2 separate regions of the Arachis hypogaea genome follow, and region 2 is linked to region 1. Evidence: chromatin contacts called from public Hi-C data. All regions are on one chromosome and are shown on one strand. Each heading gives the region's core, a stretch centred on a gene start, on an enhancer-like site or on the middle of the called end of the contact. The rest is flanking DNA. Distances are from core to core; before and after follow the strand shown.

Region 1 (7,154 bases), core at 2,624-5,123:
GTTTGGTCCCTAGCTGCAGGCTGGAGTTGAGGCATTGTAATTTCTAAACAATATTAGAATTGCTTGAAATTTGTTTGTCTATGAAGTTATGTAGTACATGTTGCATTGTCAGTCCTCCAGATTGGCATGAGTAAAAAGTGCCTCTCTGAAGTTCAAATAAAAGTAACTCCAGCTTTTGGCCACTACCCCCAAATGAAAAAAGTGGTTAGTGGTATGTTCCTATTTATCATCATCACCTTCGCCTGAAGAATGCTAATAGACTTAAGCCAGCAACGATTACAGCTCCAGCTGCAACCACACTATATGTTGAGGGCCACATTAAACTTGTGTTTGTGTATGCCAACAAACTCTCCTTGCTAGAGCTTCTTTGGTTATCATTTTGCCCCGAGTACTCTAAATGCAATCTTAATCCCTACAATATCATTCCAAATTCAACTCGAACTTAATTTTGAGACAAATACAAATAATAGATCTCATATTTCAACTTTGAATATATACATGAAGCAATATACCTTTAAACCAGCTGCCTTTGCGTGTTCCACAGCTGCAGCAAGATCACTGTCTGAAGCTAGTACAATTTTATCATGTTCTTCGTCTTCATACTACGAGAAGAAGTTAGGGAAACGATGAAACTATGTAACACTAACTTGATGTTATGTATCAGCATAAATTTGGATATCTTTAAACATACCATAATCTGGGGCAGGTTATTATCAGGGTCAATGTCATTATCAACTTTCTGAGAAATGGAAGCTATAACCTCTGTCAAGCTCCGAGTATCTAATTAAACATCCATGCATACAGCAAAAACACACTCATCTACTGATAAGGTTATACATATATATAATGAAGGCTAACTTTGATTTGACATATGGGATCGGCTACTATATATATAGTTGACATACCACATGTGAATCTATGAAGTCTGCCTTTCCTATCTTGTACTTTGAACGAAAATGCTTGCTGCAACATGCTTGCTGCATTAAAAGGAGTGGTTCTCCCTATTTCTCTTCCCTCAGAAGCCATTTTCAAGGAACTATCACTGGCATGCCATTAAAGATGTATGCATATATAAATACATATACACTACGAAGAATATACGAGTTTATTTATTAAATGCAGATAGAAGATAAGTGGCACCTTCGTGAATCGTCATCGTCATCATCATTTGGACTGCTTAAGGATATGGCCGAATCCCAAAACTTTTGTATCATGGAGTCGGCAGCTTCAGTGTTCAAATTGGCAGTATTTCCAACCTTAAGAGGAGAAAATTATCCTTCCATTAGAAAATAAACATGCTAGATTGCTAAAAGTAATAATAATACAAACATGCTTAATGTCTTGTTGCTAGTGATCAGATTGCTAGATTCTAAGAAGCTTAAGAAAATAATAGATGATAATATATGAAGCAGCAAGCTAAGCTTTTTGCAAATTTTAAGACAAAAATGTCTGTGTAGCTACTTCATTCTCATTAATATATAAGATATCGATATTTATCAGTTCATCCTCAACTACTACTTAAAAACATCTAAAGGATCACATCGACGATAGAAAAGTACAAGCCTTATTGACAAGAAGCACACCTGACCAGCTGTTGCAATAGCAGCATGAGCAATATGTATCACATCAAGCATAGCAACAACAGTGCCATCTGCTTTTTAACCAACCAAATCAGAAAAATAACAATGTTAGTACCAATTCTCAACCAGTTTATTTAACGGTAATATTAGGTAATATTAGGAAGACAAAAAAACACCCAGAACTTCAACAATTAATGAATGTTAAATAAGGCAAGTTCCAACTATTTTTTGCTAAATTTTTTTGTTATCAAACATTTCCGTTTATTTAATTACTTTGTACATCCAACTCATGAATTACTACATTACCTTTATCAAGCACTGGAAGATGCAAAAATTTTCCATCTTGCATGGTGTGAAGTGCATCAACAATCGGTGTATCAACTTTTGCACATTCTGGATTTGGAGTCATGGCCTGTCATTAAATAGAAGAGAAAAAGGAAATTAAAAGAAGAGAAGGACAATTATATGATTATTATATATTACATGGTAGGGAAAATGGTCCTAAATATATGTGACTAGATAGATCATGATGTACCTTCTCAACAAGAGTTGTTGATGCAGGAAGGTTTTGTGCTATTACTCGCATCAAGATATCCTTTGAACTGAAATTAGTAGGCATATTATATAGTCCACCAATAAGGTATGAGAATTCAGAGAATAAATAAACTGGCTATAATTAAATACTTACGTGAGGATACCACAAGGTTTGTCATCAACCATGACAACAGCACAACTGACACGAAGTTCAAGCATCTTCTTTGTTGTTGCCAAAACTGTGTCCGTTGGTGAAACTGTTATAACCCTGAAAGGTTCCAGAATCTGCAACATTAACTTGGATTGCCGGTAGGTAATAACTCCAGATTAAAAATACAAACAAATAAAAGGCCAGGTTATTCAATTCAAACATCTAAAAGTAATTACCTACTTTGATTTCTCAGGAATGATTGTAGACAAAGAAGGCTTGAATATCTGGTCCCGAAGAGTCTCCAAGAATGAGGAATTGGAGCCTGCATTAAGGCATAAATCAAATTAGCATGAAGCAGATACTGGAATAGTTAATTCTGTCCAATGATGAGTTCCCTAATTAATAAGAAATCATAAAACTAATTGATTAATTAATGAAGATACTCTACAAACCAGAAGCAGATGGTCCCCAGTGTTTTTCGATACCTTCAACAGCCGCTGCAATTGCCTTTCCTTTCTCAGCTGCCCTTTCAAGACGCGCAATGGCATCATACAAACACTTTGCTATGTCAAGTATGGCAACAACTTCTCCATTTTCCACCACAGGTAAATGCCTGAATTTTCCTGATGGTATATATATACATCGTACAAGATTATATGAAAGACCCTGCAACGTAACGCATGATACTTGCATGAAAAATGAATGTATATATACCAACCTTGAACCATCTTTTGGAGTGCTTCCACAGCAAGAGTATCGGAAAGGACGAATACTGGATTCCTTGTCATAACCTTGGAAACGGGTGTATCTTCAAGATTAACCTCGCGCGCAATAACTCTTGTAGCTATATCCTTCATCAAGTTATTAGAGGAATGAACTTCATGAATTAATTAAGTTCTTGCATAACAGAATAAGATCCAGAGAGTTTCACGTCGTATATACCTTGTCCGTCAGGATTCCACAGAGCAAAGCATTCGAATCGGTTAGTAAAAGAGAATCGACTTTGCGAGCAGCCATACGACGACATGCTTCAGAAATACTTGTTGAGTCGGGAACTGTCAATGCTCTTGAAAGTCTTAATGACCTCACAGTTCTCTCTCCCCTGTTCCAATCACAAACAATTAGAGAGAACAGGATGAAAAGTGAAAGAACAATTAGAGAGATAGAGAACATACGTGCGTTGAGGAGTAAAGGATTTTCGAATATCAGGGGATGAAAGCTCGGAAGAGAAGTTTTTCTTCTTCTTAGGGCGTGAGGGACTGTTGGTCAATGACACACTCCTTCGACCGTGATTTGCCATGTTGGTTGGATGAGCGGTGGCCGGGAAATGATATTCCCGAGGACCAGCCCGCGAAGGAGAAATTAAAACGATTGATTGAGAGGGAAAAGTTGATGACCAAAAATAATAACAAGACAAAGAGAAAGATGGGAGAGGAGACGTTGAAGGCTATTCCCATGGAGCCAATACGATAAATGACTTGCTCCCGCTTTGTAGGACACACGAACTACGCTGGACTCTACACGTATTACTCTCAAATGTGAGCCCTCCAAATTTGCATTCATCCCCTTGCGCTAAAATGGTAGTAGCAGAAACACTATCACTCTCACTAATGACTAAAGTCACTCTGCTTTGTCTATTTTATTCCATTTCAATAACGCAGACTACATTAATTTACATTTTATTAACTTTTTTAAAATTTAAATTAAAAATAATAATGAACATATACTATTATTAGAACAAAAGCATTGAATTAGCACCTAATAAATACCTACCTTGCACAAAGTATATATGTTAGCAAAATTAATGAATAATTAGAGCAACAATTTCGTTAGCTAAACAACGAAAATTGTAAATAACGTAAACAGTTGACTGCATTTTTGACAAACAAAAAGTGAAAAAAGAAAATTCATCCCCGATTATTCTCTTAAAAATTTTATTTTTACTTTTTACACTTTAATCATCTACTTTTTAATCCTTTTACTACAGCACTACCACTCCCCAAATTCTGATTGCGCATCGTTTCCTACCTCACCAGCCAACTTCAGCGCTGTCGAGTTTTCTCCCTATCAAGCCGGTGTTGTGCCGACTTTCCTACCAGACGCATCATTACTATTCTGCTACCATTCCCATTCTCCTTCTACTCCACACTTTCACGCACGGTGCCGCACCCCTGCTCGAAGTTGTGCTGCCACTTTTCATCGGTGCCATAGACCGAGCAACAGCAGCAAGAAGCCGCAGGTCAAAGGTGTCGGTACACTAGCCCTGAGTCGGTCCCACCGCCGCCTATATTCCGCTGTCACCGCCAACTACAGCAATATCATTGACACAGTAACGCGCAGGTTCTTCAGTTCGTAGGGTTTTTTTTTAATATTTTCTATCGGATGTAACAATAAATTGGCTTATCCCACCATGTCGCAAAACAGCAGTGGCTGCAGCTGCACGGGTATCGTGGGACTGCAGCAATCTCGAATGGACAAGCATCTTAAGTCAAAGTTGCCTCCAGCGGCAATGGCAAAATGTGGATGTGGACCGGCAGGACACTGTGGTGGTTGCGTGGCAAAGGTCGGAAAAGTTGTTACGGTGTGATGAGATGACCCGTAAGTGGTGTGCATAAGTTTAGCGATGCTAATTTTAAATTTTCAAATTTTAAAATATTTAATTAATTAAAAATTTAAATTTTAAAATTAATTTAATATTTTTTTTTAATTTGTTGTTCGTAATGTTTAGTATATGTGTTGTTATTCTATATTCTCTCTTAGAACGATTCTAATAGAATTAATTTTAGGTATTACTTTTGACTTCTATAATAATTAAAATGATTAAAAATTAAAATTTGCATTGAGTATTAATTTTTACGAAAAATTAGTAATATATTGTTATTTGTATAATTTATTAAACTTATTAAATGAACATTGTAATATTATTATTATAATATTATTATTGTAACGTTGTAAAAGAACTCAATCAAAATATATTCAAATAAATTAGATATATTCAATTGTACTCTTATATTTTATTATTCTATTTTTTTGTCAGTTTCTTATCAATTTGGTAAAAAAAATAATCTAAATCAATTTAATGTAAGTTTTTTTGTAATTATTTATAAAATTCTAATTTATTTTTTAATCTAAATGCACAAAATTCTCAATAATCACAAAATTTTATTTTTTTTAGAAGTAAAGTATCGTTTTTGTCCTCAACTTTTGGGGTAAGTTCCAAAGTTGTCCTTAACATTTCAATAGTCCTATTTAAGTCCCTAACATTTCAAAATTGTCCTACCATTAAAGATCTGTTAACAAAATTGACGGCGGGACAAAATTGAGACGATTTTGAAACTTCAAGGACTTAAATAGGACCAAAACGTTAGGGATAAAAATTAAAAACATTACATAGAAATAAATTTTAGTTTTATCCTTCAATAATATCAATTTTTTACTGTATATAGTATTCAATTATTTTTTAATCACATCTAAGTAAATTACACTTAATCACATTACTTTCATTCTAAATAAATTTATTTTTTTTATAATTTTACACTTAAAGTTATAAAAAAAAATTATTTAGAATGAAAGTAGCTAGTGTGATTAAGTATAATTTACTTAGATGTGATTAAAAATAATTGAATATTATATACAGTAAAAAATTGATATTATTGAAGGATAAAATTAAAATTTATTTCTGTGTATTGTTTTTGTCCTCAACGTTTTCGTTCTATTTAAACCCCTAACGTTTCAAAATCGTCTCAATTTTGTCCCGCCGTCAATTCTATTAACGGATCTCTAACGGCAGGACAACTTTGAACCAATTTTAAAACGTTAGGGACTTAGGACGGTTGAAACGTTAAGAACAACTTTAGAACTTATCCTAAATGTTGGGAACAAAAACGATACTTTCCTCTTTTTTTAGCTTTTGAAATAATTAAAAATAATTTAAGTTTAACTTAAAATAAAAATAAATATGGAAATGACAAATTTCACATTAAATTTTAAATTAAATTTTATAATATATAATTTTATAAATATTTATATGACATTTAATCAGATCCAAAATAAAATGAGAGTAAAACTAAAATACTCTTATAATTTATATCCTAGACTTATTACAATTACAAATTAGTTCCAGATTGAATGCCAAATTGGATAGCATAGAGATTTCTCTATGATTTTATTTGGATTTAATGGATAAGTAGGGCCTATAACGAATGAATTTAATGTACAACAATAATTATAGTTTCTTAGTGTTATCTAATTATATACTATCATATTTGATGTTATAGTAAATTCTTTTGACAAATCATTGTATTCTAATGGCTAACAATATATAAAACAATTTGTATTGTCAATGTATACCGGTAAAACTCATACAACGGTATGAGTAGTGCAGCCATTTATGTTAGGAGATAAAAATAATAAATATTATTATTAAAAAATATATTAAATTTAAATCATAAAATATAAGTATATATTAGTTATTTAAATATAAAAAATTACATTATTGCTAATATTTTTTTAAAATCTTAAAGGTATTTTTTTTATTTTTATGTTTTAAAAATATTAAATAATTATTTTATTATCAATTTGATTGAACATCTCTTTTTATATATATAATCAAATAATCATTCAACCACTCATCTATCATTTGATAATGAAGTCGATTCTATATGATGCACTACAAAAAAAATGTTGAGTACCAAAAAATTTATCGTCAAATTTATGGTCGGACATTAGCATCGGAATTTATCGACGGATTTGACAATAAATTCGTCAAAAAAAATACCGTCGACTTCTATTTTTTGATGTTAAATTCGTTGGTGATATTTGGAGGTAAAAAAGTAATTGGCACGTGCATTATGGATTAGTGAAACATTGCGTTTTGGAGAACGGTGAAA
Region 2 (6,989 bases), core at 1,876-4,375, 190 kb after region 1:
GGTCGGGCTTTGCAAATCTATAATGGCCCTACATTTGTCCGAGTTAGCTTCAATGCTTCCTTGAGTGAGAATGAATTCCAGGAAATTTTTTGCTTCTACTCTGAAAATGCACCTTGTGGTATTTAGCCTCATCCCGTACTATCTTATTATGCTGAACACTTGTGACAAGTCGGATAGTAGGATGGATTCATCATTGTTCTTCACTAGCACGTTATCCACATAGCATTTTTCAACCCAAAGGGAATGATAACATAATAATAGTTGGCCCTAGGGGTGATGAAGGATGTCTTTTTCTGGTCTGGTTCATGCATCGAGATTTAATTGTATCCCGAGTAGGCATCCATAAAGGAAAGGGTAAAGGTCCTTTGGACATGCTTTGTTGAGCTCAGTATAACCAACATACATCCTCCACTTCCCATTTTGCTTCTTTACAAATATGACATTGGCCAGCCATAAAAGTTATTTAACTTACTTTATGAATTCGGCTTCTAGTAGTTCTTGGACTTGTTCTTTCACGACTTGTGCTATTTCGAGGCTGAGTTTTCGTTGTTTTTGCTACATGGGTCGGAAACTGGGATACGCAGCTAGCTTGTGGCACATGAAGTCGAGGTAGGCATATCCACAACTTTTCATGGAAAGAAGTTAGAGTTTTCTTGTAGGAGCTGAACAAGCTCTTATTTCAACTTGGAGTCCAGGTTGGCTCCCACACTTATGATTTTTTCGGCTTCTTCTCATATTTGTACATCTATTATTTCTTCAGGTTGAGGTCTCAATTCTTCACAAATTCGGAGTCCTCCAAGCTCTATTGAATTGGCCTCTTTTCCCTTTATGCAACCTCGTAGATTCAAACTTTTATTGTAACATTTTTTAGCTAACTTCTGGTCTCCCCCTAGGTTACTATTCTCTTTAGGGTAGGGAATTTTATGCAAAAATGAGGTATTGATACGACTATCGTAAGTCGATTTAATGTTGACCGACCTATCAAGGCATTGTAGGCTAATGATATATCCACTATGATGTAATCTATGCTTAGGGTTCTTGCCTTCATACCTGTATCAAAAAAGGTGGTGTAGAGGGATATGAACCCCAAAGGTTGGATAAGAAAGTTCCCTAGACTAAAAAGTATGTCTGGATATGCTCTCAAGTCCTTTTCTTCTAGGCCTAACTTCTTAGAGCTAGTTTGAATAGAATATCGACCGAGCTTCCTTGGTTTACCAATGTTCTGTGAAAGTTTGCATTAGCGAGGATCATTGTGATTACTACTGGGTCATCATATCCAGGCACGATACTGTTAGCATCCTCTTTTGTGAAGGTTATTGTAGGCAGGTCGGGCGTCTCAGTGTTCTTTCCGACCTGGTAGACCTCTTTCAAGTATCTTTTGTGAGAGGATTTTGTTATCTCTCCTTCTGTGAATCCTCCAGCGATCATGTAGATATGCCTCTCAGGGGTTCATTATAGTCGGTATTAAGCTCTCTTTCTTTTACTATTGTCGTCTGACCTCCTAGCTAGGTACTTGTCCAGCCGACCATCTCTGGCCAACTTTTTAGTTACGTTTTTGAGGTCATAACAATCGTCGGTAGAATGTCGTAGATCTTAGGATATTCACAATATTCTGAATAATTTCTCTCTTTCTTACTTTTAATGGGCTTGGAAGGTGATATTTTTTCAATGTGACAGATCTCTTTGTAGACATCAACTAGTGAGACCTATAGAGGACTGTAAGAGTGATATCTTCTGGGTTTGTCTGAGTTATTGTATTATTTTTTCTTGGTCTCCTTCTCTTTTTCCCAAAGTTGATACTGATTTTTTTAGAGGTAAGTCTTCTTAATTGTGCAGTTTGTTCCATATTGATATATTTTTCAGCTCGCTCCTAAACCTTATACAAAGAGGTCGGATGTCTCTTTGAAATGAATTGTGAGAAGAGACTTTCCTTGAGGCCATTAACGAGCCCCATGATTGCTGCTTCAGTAGGAAAGTTTTAAATTTCTAAACATGCTTTACGGAACAGGGGTATGACAATTGCATGATCGTCATTGTGTTGATCAGGTTCTGATTCTGATACAGTATGTCCATCTTTAGGATGGTTGTCCGCCATGGTTGGGTATAGACTTTCAGGTCCCCGATAATGACGCCAATGTTCCTAGGTTTACCTAGAATCAATGTGATCTGAGTCTGAACGTGAGGTCCAGACTTCTTTTGAAATGAGATACTCCTATGTCTCCTTAGTAAGGGGTTGTTGTCCGAGCTCTTTAGAGAGGATGGTGGGATAACCTGCAAGAAACTCTGATGCTCAAATTAACAAGAATTTTAGGCAGGATTTTAGTAGATTGGAGTTCGAAAAATACCTGAAGGTGTCAAGGTACTTATAATAGTAGGGAAAATAAATTATCTTTATGAATAGGGTTGGGTCTATTGTAGCTTCACTCCTTGGGATAAGTTATCCAAACAAGTGGAATAAGTTGAACGTAGTGAAACGAAAAGCTCTATACGTATAGTCGAGATCTTGAGTCGAGTCCTCTCCTTCAATCCGTTGCTTGTTTGGTAGCTTATCCACTTATCTTAGTAGTTATTTTCTCCCTTTTATCTAGGAGTTGTGTAGATATCCTTTCTAAATCAGTAAGAAAATATATAAGAGTTAGTTATTTATTTAAACAAGTAGGGTTAAACCCATATGCTATGTTCGACCTCTTTCAGGTCGGGTAGACCACGGTATAGATATGAATTCTTGCTCTATAGAGTGTTGATTGAACTTTTAATCATTTTGAGTCTGACTCTTGTAATGGACCATGATATAAACAAAATTTTTTTATTTTATTTTAGAAAAAAAATTCCGTTTAAGGAAGTTGTAGAACATATTAGACATCGAAATATGATTATTTAGTAAATTTTTTTTATTAATAATTTAATATAGATAGATATAGATTAATATTTTAGTTATTTATTATGGAGTTTTATATAGCAAAATATTCCTATAAAACTTAGGATATTAGTATTTATCATTTTTTTTTCAAAATTAATATCACTATACAAATTATTGAAAAAAATAATAAAAAGAATGTAGTGTAAGAGTAAACAAGCAATTGGACCGGGCTAAAATTGTTAGCCCAACTTGTGAAACCAGTAAATCATATATTGGGCTTAAAATACCCGGGTTCTCTTGGATAGTCCAGAGACACATTCCCCCTTCCCTCACTCTCTGTTGTCGTCTCACACCCACCATCTCCGATTCCACACTCACTGTTTCACCATCACAGTTCTCTCTTTCACTGTGTCTCATGGCGAGTCTAGCACGCTTCTCTAGAAGAGCCCTAAGGAGTGCTCACACAATAGCAAACCGCCACGTGGAATCGCCACAGCTGCTGCACACAGCTGAGCGCGCTTTTGCGACGCAAGCTCCCAATTCGATAACTGCATCGCCGGATCGGGTGAATTGGGACTACAGAGGGCAAAGGAAGATAATCCCGCTGGGTCAGTGGCTCCCGAAGGTCGCTGTCGATGCCTACGTGGCACCCAATGTCGTCCTCGCCGGACAAGTCACTGTCTGGGACGCTGCTTCCGTCTGGCCCGGCGCCGTCCTCCGCGGCGATCTCAACAAGATCACTGTTGGATTCTGTTCCAACATTCAGGAGCGCTGCGTCCTTCACGCTGCTTGGTCTTCTCCCACAGGTTAGGTTATTTTCCCCCTTTATATTTTTCTGTTAGGTTATTACCGTTACAATAGCTTGTAATTTTCGTTGAGTTTGTTTGCTTTCTGATGAAATATAACATCAAACAGCGGGAGTTTTGTTTTGGCGTTGCAAATTGTTCATTTATTTGAGCAGGTGGTTTCTTTCTGAGCAGGTAGCCACATGCTAGTTTCTAGGGGTTTAGATTCATAAAATTCATGCTTTGGAAATGTTTTATCCTATTAATTGGATTTTTCGCCTTTTTATTTTATTTTTTTAATGTTATGCCTATGTATATGTATATGAAAATTCTACAACAATCAAGATTGTGTATTTTAGCATGTTCGCCACAGTTTATGCCAAAATTGAAATCATAATTCACCTAATATAATGTCTTGCAGCTGAATTGCGTCCTAAGATTTTTATACATTGTTTTATTCGCATTATATCCTTATCCTTCATACTTGTCTGTGCTTCATATTTTTATATCGGATCTTGCGTGATGTAAGCCTTTAACTTGTAAATATGCTTGATGTTATGTCCTCTGCAACACTTGTAATGCCATATTGCAATGGTGAAAGATAAACTAGCTTAAATGAGTTCATTTGATAATCTGTTTTCAAATCTCTTAGTGTTGGCACATAATCATCATATATTATTAGCTAGCCTTTGATTTATTCTTTTTGTTTCACGATTTAATGGATTCTTAACTTCTAATAGTAAATTGATGAATGGTTCAGTTTTCTGGTCATTTTCAACCGTTTCCAATTGCTTTCTTCCCTTTCTCAACTATTGTGTCACTGTGTCATTTAACTCGAGAAGCTGGAGTACAATTGGATGGTTACCTGTGCCTCGATAGATATGAGCTTCTAGTATAAAGCCATTAATTTGCTTTTAGCAGGGACGGAAGCATGTAATAATTTTTGGCATCATCGAAATACTTTAATCCCTATATTTATGTTCTTTAATTGTTGAATTCTTTGCTGTTGGTGCTGTTTATGGTGGAAGTACAATTCAGTTTTTCTTAATTGTTTAGAGATTTACAAGTTCATTATGTTAATTCTGTTGCTTATACTTATAACTCTTAATACATCATAGATTTCCAAGCTCCTGCTTTCCTTTATTAAGAATCACCTTTGAAGGCTTGATAAAGAAATGTGGATAAGCCATATATATAAACCAAAAATTGTCGTTTCCTATCATATTTGGACTTTTCAGATAGAGAAATGTGGATAAGGGGGGTAATTAATCCAGTTACTTCACTTTTGAAGGCTCGATTCTTTTACAGTGTTGCATTAAATGAGTTGATACACTAATGTCTATGGAAGCTATGATAAAGAGAGTGAATTTGATGGGGGTAATCCAAGTAATGGTGGAGGGAGGCCAAGAAAAACTGTAGCATGGTTTGATATGACATCAGTGAATCATTTGATCCTTGTCTAATCATCCCCATCTGGTGGAATAAAACTTTGTTGTTGTTGTTGCTGCTGGTGGTGGTTATATATTTGTGTATGTATTGCTTATTTATTGCATATGCTTTCTTCTGTAAATTAGGCCTTCCAGCTGAGACTTCTATAGAGAGGTATGTGACGGTTGGGGCATACTCCCTGTTGAGGTCCTGCACTATTGAGCCAGAGTGCATCATTGGGCAGCGCTCCATCCTCATGGAAGGTTCACTAGTGGAAACACAGTCAATCCTTGAAGCTGGGTCAGTTCTTCCGCCAGGGAGGCGAATTCCATCAGGTGAACTTTGGGCAGGAAATCCTGCCAGGTTTGTTAGGTCTTTGACCCATGAAGAAATAGTAGAAATCCCCAAGCTCGCTATTGCGATAAACGATCTGAGCAGAGATCATTACTCAGAGTTCCTTCCCTATTCTACAGTATATTTGGAAGTTGAAAAGTTCAAGAAATCATTAGGTATTTCTGTTTGATATCCCAGGTTGCCATTCCTCAATGTTGATGTTAGCTGGAATTTTGCTTGTAAGGAAATAATAATGTGAACAGTGAGAGAAAACTTCTGTGTTTTTGTTGTATTCCTTGCTGCAAGTTACGAGAGTTAAGACATGATGTCCCATATAATTGACTCGAGTAATCTGTCAAGAGACGAGATGCATCTTGCGAGATATGGGCACTCTTTTTCTACTTCCCCATTTGATGGGGGTATGTCTCTTTTTGGTTGTTTGAAGCAAGTGTATTAAAAATGGACTTAATTTGATTAATAAGTTATATTAATTTGTACCAAAAGAAAACTGGATTCTGTGTTTTAAATTTGTATTACCTCGATGATCATTGGTAAATAATAGTTTTTTTTTTTTTCCAGTCATGGTTACATTTCATGTTTGATTTATATCCCATGATTTTAAAAGTAATAAATGGACCAGAGTAGACCCAATAGTTGTTTTTTTTTTCCAGTCATGGTTACATTTCATGTTTGATTTATATCCCATGATTTTAAAAGTAATAAATGGACCAGAGTAGACCCAATAGCATCAATCGTACTTGTATCTGATATGCTTTGCGTAGTTCTCCGGAGTCCGGAAATGTTTAGGTTGGGGCCTTTCGGTGTTTGTATCTTCTGAGACTGAATGGAAGAACGGTAATGCCATCAGCTTATGATTGTTTTGTTTGGCATTTCAATGCTGCGATTCAAGAAAGAGCGGAAGAATAGTTATGCGATTAGTTCGATTGGTATTTGACAGTTTGGCGATGCAATTTTTTTGAGGAACAGCAGCGTGAGCAAACCACTGCAGAGAAGAAGGATCCTCTATAACATTCTCCGGTTAGCATTGTTTTTCATTCAAATTAGTACCTCCTTAAGATTTAAACTTAGTTATCGTTAAGGGTTAAAATGAATCGAGTTGATTTGACGCAGTGAAGGATCTTACTAGTCTTCTTGATTTTGACTGCTCAGTTTTGCAGTATCAATGCTGCTGCCATGTTTGGCTTAACTTGCTGCTGATCAGTCCCATAGCCATAGGTAACTTTTGTTGGTGGTTTGGTATGGTCTCTCTTTTATGTTTCTAACATCATTGGGCCTCCTCTCCAGGTTCACCATTGAAGCACCAAGCACGTCAGCACAATCAATAGCAGAGAGAACGCCGGCAGCAACGTCAAAACGGCAGGCTGCACCATTTGTTGGTACTTGATACTTGACTTAGCGAAGCAGTAAAGCATGTGCATGGGACTCGATAGGGAACTTAATGAACTTATAGCGAATAACAATGCATGTTGCATCGTACTTGATAGGCACACAAGAATTCATCTTTTTTGTTAAAAAAATTGTTTATCAGACATAGTTTGGAGGGGAACAGATGAGTTAGGTCT

Evidence for each region. Hi-C and Micro-C count contacts between places; a contact is called where the count stands out from the background.
Region 2: a contact with region 1 is called in a Hi-C map of leaf, with 1.9 times the contacts expected there. The contact joins the promoter of LOC112732834 here to the promoter of LOC112732825 in region 1. A contact is called at or near these places in 4 of 8 Hi-C or Micro-C datasets (all in leaf).

The regions. Positions count from the first base shown.
Region 1 is chr13:115,713,156-115,720,309 of arahy.Tifrunner.gnm2.J5K5, forward strand. LOC112732825 (CBS domain-containing protein CBSCBSPB1) reads right to left here and starts at 3,874. Exons shown (of 14, transcript XM_025781631.2): 1 at 3,441-3,874; 2 at 3,208-3,367; 3 at 2,984-3,116; 4 at 2,751-2,888; 5 at 2,506-2,587; 6 at 2,269-2,382; 7 at 2,116-2,182; 8 at 1,887-1,992; 9 at 1,584-1,651; 10 at 1,141-1,256; 11 at 906-1,042; 12 at 692-780; 13 at 513-602; 14 at 1-412. The coding sequence starts at 3,565. The coding sequence ends at 233.
Region 2 is chr13:115,905,742-115,912,730 of arahy.Tifrunner.gnm2.J5K5, forward strand. LOC112732834 (gamma carbonic anhydrase-like 2, mitochondrial) reads left to right here and starts at 3,126. Exons shown (of 2, transcript XM_025781644.3): 1 at 3,126-3,666; 2 at 5,220-5,914. The coding sequence starts at 3,276. The coding sequence ends at 5,596.